2 separate regions of the Sus scrofa genome follow, and region 1 is linked to region 2. A link is a contact called in public HiChIP or PLAC-seq data. All regions are on one chromosome and are shown on one strand. The core of a region is the stretch at or near the end of the contact, and the rest is flanking DNA. Distances in the headings are between cores, read along the strand shown. Region 1 holds the start of MAFF (transcription factor MafF). Region 2 holds the start of DDX17 (probable ATP-dependent RNA helicase DDX17).

The links. HiChIP or PLAC-seq counts read pairs in DNA pulled down with a chosen protein or histone mark.
Region 1: a contact with region 2 is called in an H3K27ac HiChIP or PLAC-seq map of alveolar macrophages. The contact joins the promoter of MAFF here to the promoter of DDX17 in region 2. A contact is called at or near these places in 1 of 5 promoter capture datasets (fetal skeletal muscle), 1 of 47 Hi-C or Micro-C datasets (liver) and 1 of 2 datasets of contacts at active chromatin or transcription factors (alveolar macrophages).

Annotation. Positions count from the first base shown.
Region 1 is chr5:9,692,676-9,698,367 of Sscrofa11.1, reverse strand. It overlaps MAFF (transcription factor MafF), which reads left to right and starts at 2,240. Exons shown (of 3, transcript XM_001924465.4): 1 at 2,240-2,560.
Region 2 is chr5:9,483,162-9,488,663 of Sscrofa11.1, reverse strand. DDX17 (probable ATP-dependent RNA helicase DDX17) reads right to left here and starts at 2,872. Exons shown (of 13, transcript XM_021091487.1): 1 at 2,586-2,872. The coding sequence starts at 2,872. LOC110260646 (a long non-coding RNA gene) reads left to right here and starts at 3,012. Exons shown (of 3, transcript XR_002343895.1): 1 at 3,012-3,162.

The DNA.
Region 1 (5,692 bases), core at 991-3,490, 210 kb before region 2:
AAAGACACCACTTGGATCCCGAGGTGCTGCTGCCGTGGCTGCAGCTCTGATTGGACCCCTAGCCTGGGAACTTCCATGTGCCACAGGTGCAGCCCCCAAACAAACCAAAAACCCCAAACCAAACAAGCAAACAAACAAAAACCAAGAAAAACCAATGAAGAACTTTTGTACCCCAAGAGGTAAGGCGAATGGCTCCCTTAGATACGTCAGTGTAAGAACAGGGGCAATTTTTGAGGGGAAGAGTTTGAGTACCAGACAAAGCGGCTGCAACATTTGATCACTTGGGAAGCTAGGGGTCAATGTGCATATGAAACCCACGGCCTTTGGGAGGTTTAAGGGATGGCTGTCACAGTTCCAGGCAGACTAAGGCCCAGATGAGAGGAAGCCTGACAAGGGCTCCGAAATCAAATTACACTACATCAAGGGAAGAAGGAGCCTTGCTGGTGACCAGCACTCCACCCAAAGACCTCCTAGAGGGACAGGTCCTGCGTCTTACTCAGTAAAATAAGGTAGCTGCTGTGATGTCAGTTTCACAGACGAGATGGCTCTTGGAGTGACAGCAGGCCCTTCAGGCAATGGAAACACGTGAGCAAAGAAAGAATGAACTGGGACACGCCCCTGTTTTGCCCCCAAAGCCACCTCTTTGGGGCGGAGCTCCAGGCCCTAAATACATCCTTCACATTTTGGGGCACAGCCCCAAATGTCTGGACCAGGAATTAGTCAGTCTTGGATTCAAATTCCAGTCTTGTACTTCCAGGCTGGGTGCCTTTGGAAAGTCACTTTACCTCTCTGGACTGTCACTCATTTATTTCTTCAACGTGCATTTATTGAGGGCTTACTGTGCTAGGCACAGGACATGCAGTGGTCAGCAAGATAGACAAGGGTCTACTTACATGAAACTTGCATTCTGATTGAAGACAGACCTGAACAATAAGCAAATAAGCAAGATAATACCCCATGGAGATATTAAGTTAATATAAAAACGAATTTCAGGGGTTCTCGTCGTGGCTCAGTGGTTAATGAATCCGACTAGGAACCATGAGGACAAGGGTTCGATCCCTGGCCTCTCTCAGTGGGTTAAGGATCTGGCATTGCCATGAGCTGTGGTGTAGGTTGCAGACACGGCTCCAATCCCATGTTGCTGTGGCTGTGGTGTCAGCTGGCAGCTATAGCTCCCATTGGACCCCTAGCCTGGGAACCTCCATATGCCACGGGTATGGCCCTAACAAAAAAAAAAAAAAAAATTTCAGAGGTGGGGGCTTTCAGGAAAGGTCTCTCTGAGGCAGTGACATCTGAGCTGACCTGAAAGATGAGAAAGAGCCAGGCAGTGAACAGAAGAGGAAAGAGCAAGTGCAAAGGACCTGTGGCAGGAATGAGCTTGGTGTGTTTGAGGAACAGTAAGAAGGGCCGTGTGTCTGAAGAGTAGTGGTGCCAGGAAGGTGACAGGAGGTGAGGCTGCAGAGCTGGGGAGAGGCCAGATGGCTGGAGGCCAAGGGAAGGAGTCGAGTTTATATCCTAAACGCAAAGGGGAACTTTTGAGGGTGTTCAGCCAGAGGGTGGGAGTGTGTGAAACAGTCTCATTTTTTCATTTTGAGAAGAACATGGTCTGAGATGTGAAGAAGCCCTGTAGGGACAAAGCGAGGAAGCTCTCAGGGGGCTGTGGCTATTGTCCAGGTAAGTTGATGGTCCCTGGGTCAGGTAGTAGGACCAGAGGTGGGGTCAGATGCAGGTAGTGTTGGAGGTAGAGCCAGCCTGACTGGGGGGAAGTGAGGAAGGAGAAAGGGGTGGAGCAAGACTCCTGGGTCTGGGCTAGAACAGCTGAGATGGTGGAAACTGGGGGTGTAGGATGCTGAGGTAAGGTTGATGCTCAGGAGTGGGATTCTGGGTATATGCAGTCCCCATCTGGTACCCACATGTCGGAGCTGAGTGGGCAGTTGGATTCAGTCTGGAATTTAGAGAAGCTGTTTGCTCTGGAAATACAAATTTGGGGCTCCAGAGCTTATAGATGGCATTTAAAACCACGAGACCAGATGAGATCATTAAGGCAGAGTGTGTAGGTCGAAAGGAGAAGAGGCCCAGGACTGTGGACTGTAAAATGAGACAAATGACACCTTCACCCGCGCAGCTCTGGTGAGGTGTCACGTGAACGCCCCCAGCCAGCGCTCTAACTGGGATTGAGACTCCAGGGGGCGGGGCCTGGGTGTGGGCGTGGTCTTTGCCGGGGAGGAGCTGGTGGGGGCGGGGCTGAGGAGCCGGGAGGCCGCTCCAGGGGCTGGGGGGCGGCCGGCGCGGTGACGTCAGCGCATGACTGGGTTTTTATGAATGAAAGGAATCCTGTGAGTGAGTAATTCCGGGAAGCTCGCCTTACAACTCTGCGCGGCCCCCAGCGCTGCCCGCCCCACAACAAAACTCCGCGCGGCTCTCGCTGGAGCTGGGCTCAAAGCGACCTGCGATTGGGACCAAAGGGGAGACGGAGCAGGGTTCGGGCCAGGACAGCAGCTGGGACAGCAGCGGGACCCACGCGTGCCCGGGACGCCAGGCGAAGCAGGCCGAGAGTCGGGTGAGAGTCGCGGGTTCCGAAGCCGGACGGGCGCGCGGGGCCCCGAGGCGGCGAGGTCTCCGCGACCCCGGAACGTGCCTGGGGCGGAGCGCCGGGGTCCATTCCGTCGGTGCTCCCGCAGACACCTCGCCGGGACGGCTGGCATGGGGAGAGAGGGGCAGGAGGCAGAGGTCCGGTGGGACCGTGACGCGGCCGAAGCAAGTTTGGCCGGTCCGGGGGGACGGGCCCCTTTTGGGGGCGCGGGCCCCCCGGCGGAGAAGCCGGGCAGGAAGGGGCAGCGCGGGCCAGCGAGCGTCAGCGTCCGCCCAGGCGGGGCGGGGGGCGGTGAGTGCAAGTACGTGACTCTGTGAGAACAGTCCCTGGACTGGTGCCCGCGGGCGGTGCGTGCGCGGTTTGTTTACGTCCGAAGGGCGGGCGTGCGTGTGTGTTTCCTGGCCAGCGTTCTGGGTATCCTGCCCGGTGCGTGTGCCGCGTACCTTGGAGGGAGTGGGGGGGGGGGAGAGAGAGATTGATGGTGTGTGTCCGGGCGCTCTCAGGCGGGTGAGGACCCTGGGGCCTGTGTACCAGCCGACTATACCTCGGAGAGAGTGTGCCCGCTGGAATAAACACGGAGTAAGAACTGAGCGAGGGAAGCGGCCCAGTCCATAGTTACAAGGGGTCCGGGAATTCTGTCCCCTTCCTACTGACCGGCGGCAGCCGGGCCCTTGCTCTCCCTGGAGTTTCCCAGGGCCACGACCATGTGACGGAGATATTTGTCCCCCGCCCAGAGCCGGCGCCTTCAGCCACAGGGTGGGGTGAAACATGAAAGATGCCACCAGGCTCAGCTGCGGGAGGGGGTGAGGGAGCCACTCCTGGGCCCAGCACCCTGGTGGGTCTGGCAACAATGTGGGCTGGCACCCAGGTCCTTGTCCCCAGGTTTTCCGGCTGCCTGGGGAAGACAGACCCTCCCTTTGAGACTCTCCTTCATCCCCAGGGTTGCCCAACACCTCAGCCTCAGGAGAAACAGGAAGGGCCAGAAAAACCCACAGGGAAGGTTGGAGGTAGAAAGGGATACAGGCTTCCTCCCTTTGGTGGCTATTGCTCTGACTGGTCTGGGCTCTAGAGGTTGTACCTGCTGGGTCAGGGAGGGTGAGAACCTAAGGTTGGGGTGGAGCTGGTTTCTGGCCTCCTGGTGGTTTCAGTTCACAGGTGGGGCTAGTCAGACAGACCTACTTGCTGATGGCTGGACCTGAGGAGCTAGCTGAGGACCTGGGACAGGCAGGGTCAATAGGCAGTGGGACCGCTGGTCTTGGTACTTGAAGGGTTAATTTGAGGGGGTGGGGCCAGACCTGGCCACTCCCCCTCCCGCTGTTGGATGCGGGAGGGAAAGGCTGAAGATCAGGATATTCCTTGGTTCTATTCTGCCCTCCCTGTCCTCCCCGCCATAGGGCTATAGAATCTTTTTTTTTTTGTCTTTTTGCCTTTTCTAGGGCTGCTCCCACGGCATATGGAGGTTCCCAGGCTAGGGGGTCTAATCGGAGCCTACACCATAGCAACTTGGGATCCGAGCCACATCTGTGACTTAAACCACAGCTCACGGCAAAGCCGATCTCTAACCCACTGAGCAAGGCCAGGGATCGAACCCGCAACCTTATGGTTCCTAGTCGGATTCGTTAACCACTGAGCCACGACGGGAACTCCAGGGCTATGGAATCTTGAGGGCGGTGAGGGCATTGAGCTTGCTGGAGAAGAAACAAGAGTATCTTTAATTTAGAATCTTTGAGTGGCTATCACAGCCGGGAATCTCGGTGTCCCCATCTGCAGAGGGACTAGGCAACATCCAAGATGGTAGGATAAGGGTGGAACAGGGGAGGTATGGTAGTCTGCACACAGCCTATTTTCCCGGGAAACTGTGGGAAAGAAAGCAGAGCCACCAGCCCCAGGCTGAGGCCGGGGATGTCCAGTAATATGTGGGGTTCGAGTAAGGGAGGTGGCCACCTGGAACACGGGACTCGGGCAGTCCCATCCTCAAAGCTGGGCAAGAAGCATCCCTGAGTAGGGCTAGGGATCAGGGAACGAGAGGAAGTGGTGGTTGACTCCTCATAGATGGAAAGCTGGTACTGAAAGCTTTCAACTCCGTCTCAATCACCACCACCCCCACCCCCGGGGCCATCAGGAGGTCCCGGGACCCAGTCTGGGTTCCCTGGGCCCCTGAGCCTCCCTCAGTCCTGCCAGTATTATTTATTTATTTAGGCCACACCCACAGCATGGAGAAGTTCCCAGGCCAGGGAACAAACTCACAATGACCCGAACCACAGCAGTGACAAGGCCAGATCCTTAACCGCTAGGCCACAAGGGAACTCTAGTCCTGACCCTTTTTTGGGGGTCCTGCAGTTGCCATGGAGCCCATCAAGGACTACATGCTGGGGATCAGATGGTGAACACATCAGATCCAGAGCCTGCCCTCTGGGAGCTTACAGTCAAGGGAGGGAGACAAAGATCAAGGAAGAGGCACCAAACTAAATGCAAAACCACAGCTGAGATGCGTAGTATGAGACGGCAGCCGCTGTGGTTTGAAAGGATGTAACAGAGCTCTGACTTAGCCAGAGCAATCAAGGAAGGCTTCCCTGAGGAGGTGACCAGTGAGCCAGATCAAGTGATGATTATCTGTGAAGCCCTTGAGGGCCAGAGGCTTCGATGCAACTTTGGGCCTTCAGGGCTCACACCGAGCCTGGCACCTAAAGAGTAGGTGCTTCTTGGATGTTTGCTGATTGAATGAGTGAAGGAGCGCTGGGTCTGTGTCTGGTAGAGCTCCCCAACGCCTAGAGAAAAGGCCTGGGAACCCCAGAGAAGCAAGAAGCCTGGACATGGGATGTAAGATTCTTGAAGCAGTCTCCCCAAAACGAGCAGATCCTTCAGGGCCCAGGCGACATCCACCCCCCCCCCCCCCGTGTCCCTTTGGGAAATGTGCGGGAATGGTAGAGTTTGCTGTCTTCTTGCTCATTTGTTGTCAGCATGAGGATCCTGGGAGAAAGTGGGGAGAGAACACGGGGAGACCTGAAAGCCCCACCACACGGGCTAGAGGGGAGACCTGCATCATGGGGTTTTGCTTGTTGGTGTTTAGTGGGTTTTTTTTTTTTTTTGGTTTGGTTT
Region 2 (5,502 bases), core at 1,623-4,122:
AACATAATTTTATTCATTCAACCAATAGTTACTGTGTATCATGTACTGTTTTAAGTTGTGCCAGAGATACTAATGTAAACAGAAGTCTCTACTCTCATGTAGTAATTAAGGCAAAATTGTGGACAGGTAGAAAAAGGTCAAGCAAGTTACCCGAAAATGAACAGCTTCTTGAACTCCTCACCCCTTTATTCTGTGATGAATACTCCTTTTGCCTGCTAATCTTTGGCTTAAAAACCAACCTAAACATTTCTCTAAATACAAACATACAAAGACTGGTTTTACTGGGACTATTAAACATTTACCTTCAAAATGCGGAACTTGGGTGATTCCATTTATACTACTGCTGATCAAAATCTTCTATATGCCTTCAGGTTTAAGACTCTACAGACCTAAGACTACAGGGATAGACCCTTCCTCCTCACTTGCAAATTAAGGAGCACAATTCTAAATAAGGTACTCTACAATAAAAAGCCAAGTCTTTAGACTGTCAGTCTTGCAAAGAATAAAAATGACTAACAACCAATTTTCAGACATTGGCTGCCTAGTTATATAAATTGATGTAGCTCCTAGAAGATGCCATGTCAGGTCTGTTTAAGTTAAGAACAAGAGCAACTGAAATAACAAAGGAAATTTCATAGTAGAAGTAAAGTCAGAGCAAAGACCTTATGAATGAGTTTTTTAATTTATTTTTCGTCTTTTTTCTTAGTGTCACCTGAAACTTTGGGTCAATATGGGTTAAACTAAGTATGGATCAGTAATTTACTTTCTGCTCTTTCCAAATAATGAATTTTTATTATTAAAACATATATACAGTAAAATATTAAACCAAACACCCATGGTAAAGAAACAGTATTACCAGTACCTCGGTACCCTCCATGTGCCTATTTCAAGTTTACAATTCCCATCATAATAAATACCACCTGAAATTTTAACCATTCCCTTGTTTTATCTGTGAGTACCCTCGCGTTACTCTTTTAGCATAACTTGCCTTTTTAACTTTATTTTAGGTTTGTGAATGCAAGTTTTTCTTTTTCACCGCTGTATTGTATTCTACTGTAAGAACACCGTCTATTTAACCAGTCATTTAAGCTGTTTCTAATATTCTCTCATGGACAATGCTGTTACAAACATGGATACCGGGTACATGCACCAAGACTTCTCTAGACCTAAAAGTCTGGGGTATAAACCTTATGAGAAGAGTTTGGGGTTATTTTCATTTTACTAGGTTAATATTAAGTTCTTTTTCCTAAGCGGTTTACTGAAATTCACTTCGGTTTAGCTATACTGAGAAACACTAAGCGAACATTCCATCTACAGCCCTCCGAACTTAATACTAAAATCAAGTATTTTCTTTCCTAACAAGGTATAAATCAAAACAACCCTTTTTATTTAGTAAATGAAGTGGTAATTAAGGAGCTTATGACTAGCAGGTCTGGTACTTGTGTTATCTGAACCACAAAAAACAAAAACGTTTGGAGAAAACAGCATTAACAGAATGCCTACTACAGGGACCATCGCATGGTATTTCAATTGAGAACAATGCGAAGTAAAGGCAGTTACCACCTCCATCTTCAGAAGAGAAAACAGACTCACAAAGGTTCAGGATCCTGCCCAAGGTCACACACACATACATATTAAGAGGTGACTGGGTCCCATAAACTTTTTATCCAGAGATAAAACTTTAATTACAAAAAAGTAAACAGCCCAAATACACACGGACCTCTTAAGCAACTTTTTAAACAGGGGCTTTAAGATTTGAATCTCAGTATCTGGGAGGACTCCAGGTTTAATCCTGTTAACTTCCAACCTAGTAACCGTGGCATTTATACATCAAAAGCTCTCAAGCTAGGGCGAGAAGTTAATGCTTCAGTCCAATTAGAGGGGGAAAAGGCCGAAACATTAAAAAAAAAAAAAAAAAAAAAAAACTTTAATAACTGCCAAACAAAACTCCCTCCCCAAACACGACCATGAAGATGGCAAATAATTCCACCATTTTGCATTCCAATGTGCTTCCTTCGAATTATTTTAAAAAACGACTAAAGGCAATTTTAAAATACTTTAAACGCTACAAGTCAGCCTCTTAGTCTCTGGTTTCAAACCAAGTTTCCAATCGCAGTAACACGGAAGCCATTTCGTGTTAAAAGATTTGCCTAGGCTGCACTCGGAGACCTCATCCTCTTCTCTCAGCAAGAACATCCGAGTTTCACGGATGAACACTGAGGCCTGGAGAGATCGAATGACCTGCCTAAATCGGCAGGGCTCGAAACCGAGAAACCAGGGAGGCCTGGGCTGGGTCTGCGGCGGCCAGGCCGCGCCACGACGACCGTACAGGAGCAGGGGCTGGGGCGTCGCCGAGCCGCCGCCCCCCCTGCCAGGTCACCCCGGGGCCCAGGGTCGGGCCCACGCTTTAAACCGCTATTATGTCCCGGGTTGCCTCGCCTCCCAGAGTTGGGAGCGTGGCTCCCAGGCCTGCGATCAGCTCAAAAGTCTTCCGCTCGACCGCAGGCGGCGGTCTCCTCAGGAGACAACCCCCTCCCCACCCCCCGCGCACACAAGGCCTTTCCTCTCCTCCAACTCCCGCTTACCCTCCACGGTCACGATCCCGGTCCCGGTCCCCAAAGCCGCCTCCGCGCATGGTCCCAAATGGATAGAGATCTGGGAGCGGGGCACGGATGGCCGGGCTCGGGAGGGCCTGCGGCTCCGGTCTGGTGACGACCGATGGCGGCGGCGCCTCCGCTGTTGGGGCGGCGGCAGGCGCGGCGCTCTCTCGCTCCGACGCGCTGTCTCCCGTCGCAGACGCCACCGTCGCCGCCTCTCTCGTCGGAGACGGGAGCAAAACACAGAGAATCGGGGTTATGAAAGCAGCGGGTAGGTTTGGCTACGCTCAAACCCGGCAGTGCCGCGGTTTAGGCGTCTCCCTCCTTCCCAGCGACTGCACAAAATGGCGGCCGGCGCTGAGACTGCTCCAGCTTAACGCTACGTACGTCGGAGACGATACGTAAACAGCGCCTCGGAAGAGCCAGAGGGCTTCGCGGAGTACTGTGGGTATTCTTGGAAGATTTTACGTCAGTTGCGGAGATGGATGCGTTTTGCGGTCGGTAGCAGAAAAACAAAGTACGGAAAGGGAGTAGAGTTCTCGCGCCACCTGAGCCAGAACTAGAGGTAGGGAGTGGAGGGGGAGAGCCTCCGGTGCGACGTAACATTCTTTGCGTCGTTAGCCGGCCCACTATTGCGAAGATGCGCAGTGTGCGTAACGCATTCTGTTTGGAGAATAGAGGATTTTGCCGGGTTCCGACACGGGACGGAACCCGGGCCTGCTTGTGCAAGTTGCTCTGCAGAGACAATAACTGTCCTCCATATTGCAGGCTTCAAGTTTCAGGGTCTCCAGGTGCCAAAAGCCCAGAAGTGTGGTCAGGGCCCCTGGCTAGCGCTCCTAGACGGCCCTTCCCGCCCTCTGGCCCCGCTGCCCTGGGCCTGGCGAGACTGGCCGCGCGGCCGGGCGCCATTTCTTTTCCGTTGCCTCGCTGCGCTGTTGCCGGCGGCCATGATGGATGCGGCTTGTCCGTTCTTTGGGGGATTAGTCAGGCGGCGAGGTCCCTGTTAAGTTGGATCTCTCTCTGCTACGCTTCGTTCACACCGGAGTGCATTTTCTGAACAGAATATTTGCACTGCCCTCGGTTGAGCACAATTGGCTAACAAAGAGCCAAAATGTGGGTGGAGCCTCTCTTAAGGTAGACGCTGAAGCGTCTCGGCCGCCATTACATGGCACCGCCTCGTGCCAGGCCCTTAGCGCTCTCCGGAGACAAAAGGCTTAAAAGCGGTGGTCTTCAGACGCTGAAAAGGTGAAGGCGTAAGCACATGTTTTTAACTAGGTTAGGCTGCCCTCATTTCTCAGTTCCTTCTAAACTGACTTTTTTCTCCCTCCCTCCCTGCTTCCTTCTTCCTTCAACTGCACTTTTAAAGTCTTAAAAGCTTGGCCAGGCAACGTCTCAGAATTGTCCAGTTGCTAGGACCCCTGGTGAGCAGCTCTTGAGTCTCTTCTATTTCTATAAATGGATAAAAGGGAAGAAGTTTGAGGTCTCTCACTGTGGGGGCCCAGTGGTGTCTCCTACTCTGGCCCTGCTGTTTCCTAAATTACTAGAAAAGTAGCATAGGGAAAGGAGCGTCATGACAGGCTGAGCAGATGTCTGTCAGCCCATAGACAGGATGGACAATCCCCGATTCTTTGGACAAGGGTTGAAGGCCTAATGATCCAAGCATTGTGCTAAGCACTTTGGCACAGCTGTGAACAAGCAATAAGTACCTACATCTGTGGAGATTACGCTAGTGGGGAGATAATAAATGTGGGTGGTTTTTTTTTTTTTTTAAGTTTCTTTTTTTTATTTTCCCACTGTACAGCAAGGGGGTCAAGTTATCCTTACATGTATACATTACATTTTTTTTCCCCATCCTTTGTTCTGTTGCAACATTAGTATCTAGACAAAGTTCTCAATGCTATTCATCAGGATCTCCTGGTAAATCTAAGTTGTGTCTAATAAGCGCAAGCTCCCGATCCCTCCCACTCCCTCCCCCTCCCATCAGGCAACCACAAGTCTCTTCTCCAAGTCCATGATTTTCTTTTCTGAGGAGATGTTCATTTGTGCTGGATATTAGATTCCAGTTATAAGTGATATCATATGGTATTTGTCTTTGTCTTTCTGGCTCATTTCACTCAGTGTGAGAGTCTCTAGTTCCATCCATGTTGCTGCAAATGGCATTATGTCATCATTCTTTTTTATGGCTGAGTAGTATTCCATTGTGTATATGTATACCACATCTTCCGAATCCAATCATCTGTCGATGGACATTTGGATTGTTTCCATGTCCTGGCTATTGTGAATAGTGCTGCAATGAACATGCGGGTGCACGTGTCTCTTTTGAGTAGAGTTTTGTCCGGATATATGCCCAAGAGTGGGATGGCAGGGTCATATGGAAGTTCTATGTATAGATTTCTAAGGTATCTCCAAACTGTTCTCCATAGTGGCTGTACCAGTTTACATTCCCACCAACAGTGCGGGAGGGTTCCCTTATGTGGGGGTTTTTTTTGCTTTTGTTGTCTTTTTTGCATTTCTTGGGCCGCTCCTGTGGCATATGGAGGTTCCCAGGCTAGGGGTCGAATGGGAGCCATAGCCGCCGGCCTATGCCAGAGCCACAGCAACGCAGGATCTGAGCCGTGTCTGCAACCTACATCACAGCTCACGGCAACGCCAGATCCTTAACCCACAGAGCAAGGCAGGGGATCAAACCCTCAACCTCATGGTTCCTAGTCCGGATACGTTAACCACTGAGCCACAACGGAAACTCCATAAATGTGTTTTTTAAATTGTTATTTCAACAAATGTTTATGTCAGGCAGTTACTAATTGAAATAAAAATTAAAAACAGTAAAGGGATAGTGTGTGCCTGAGGGGGAGGGGAGTGTATTTGTGACAGTATTTTACAGAGAATGTCCTGGGAAGGCCTT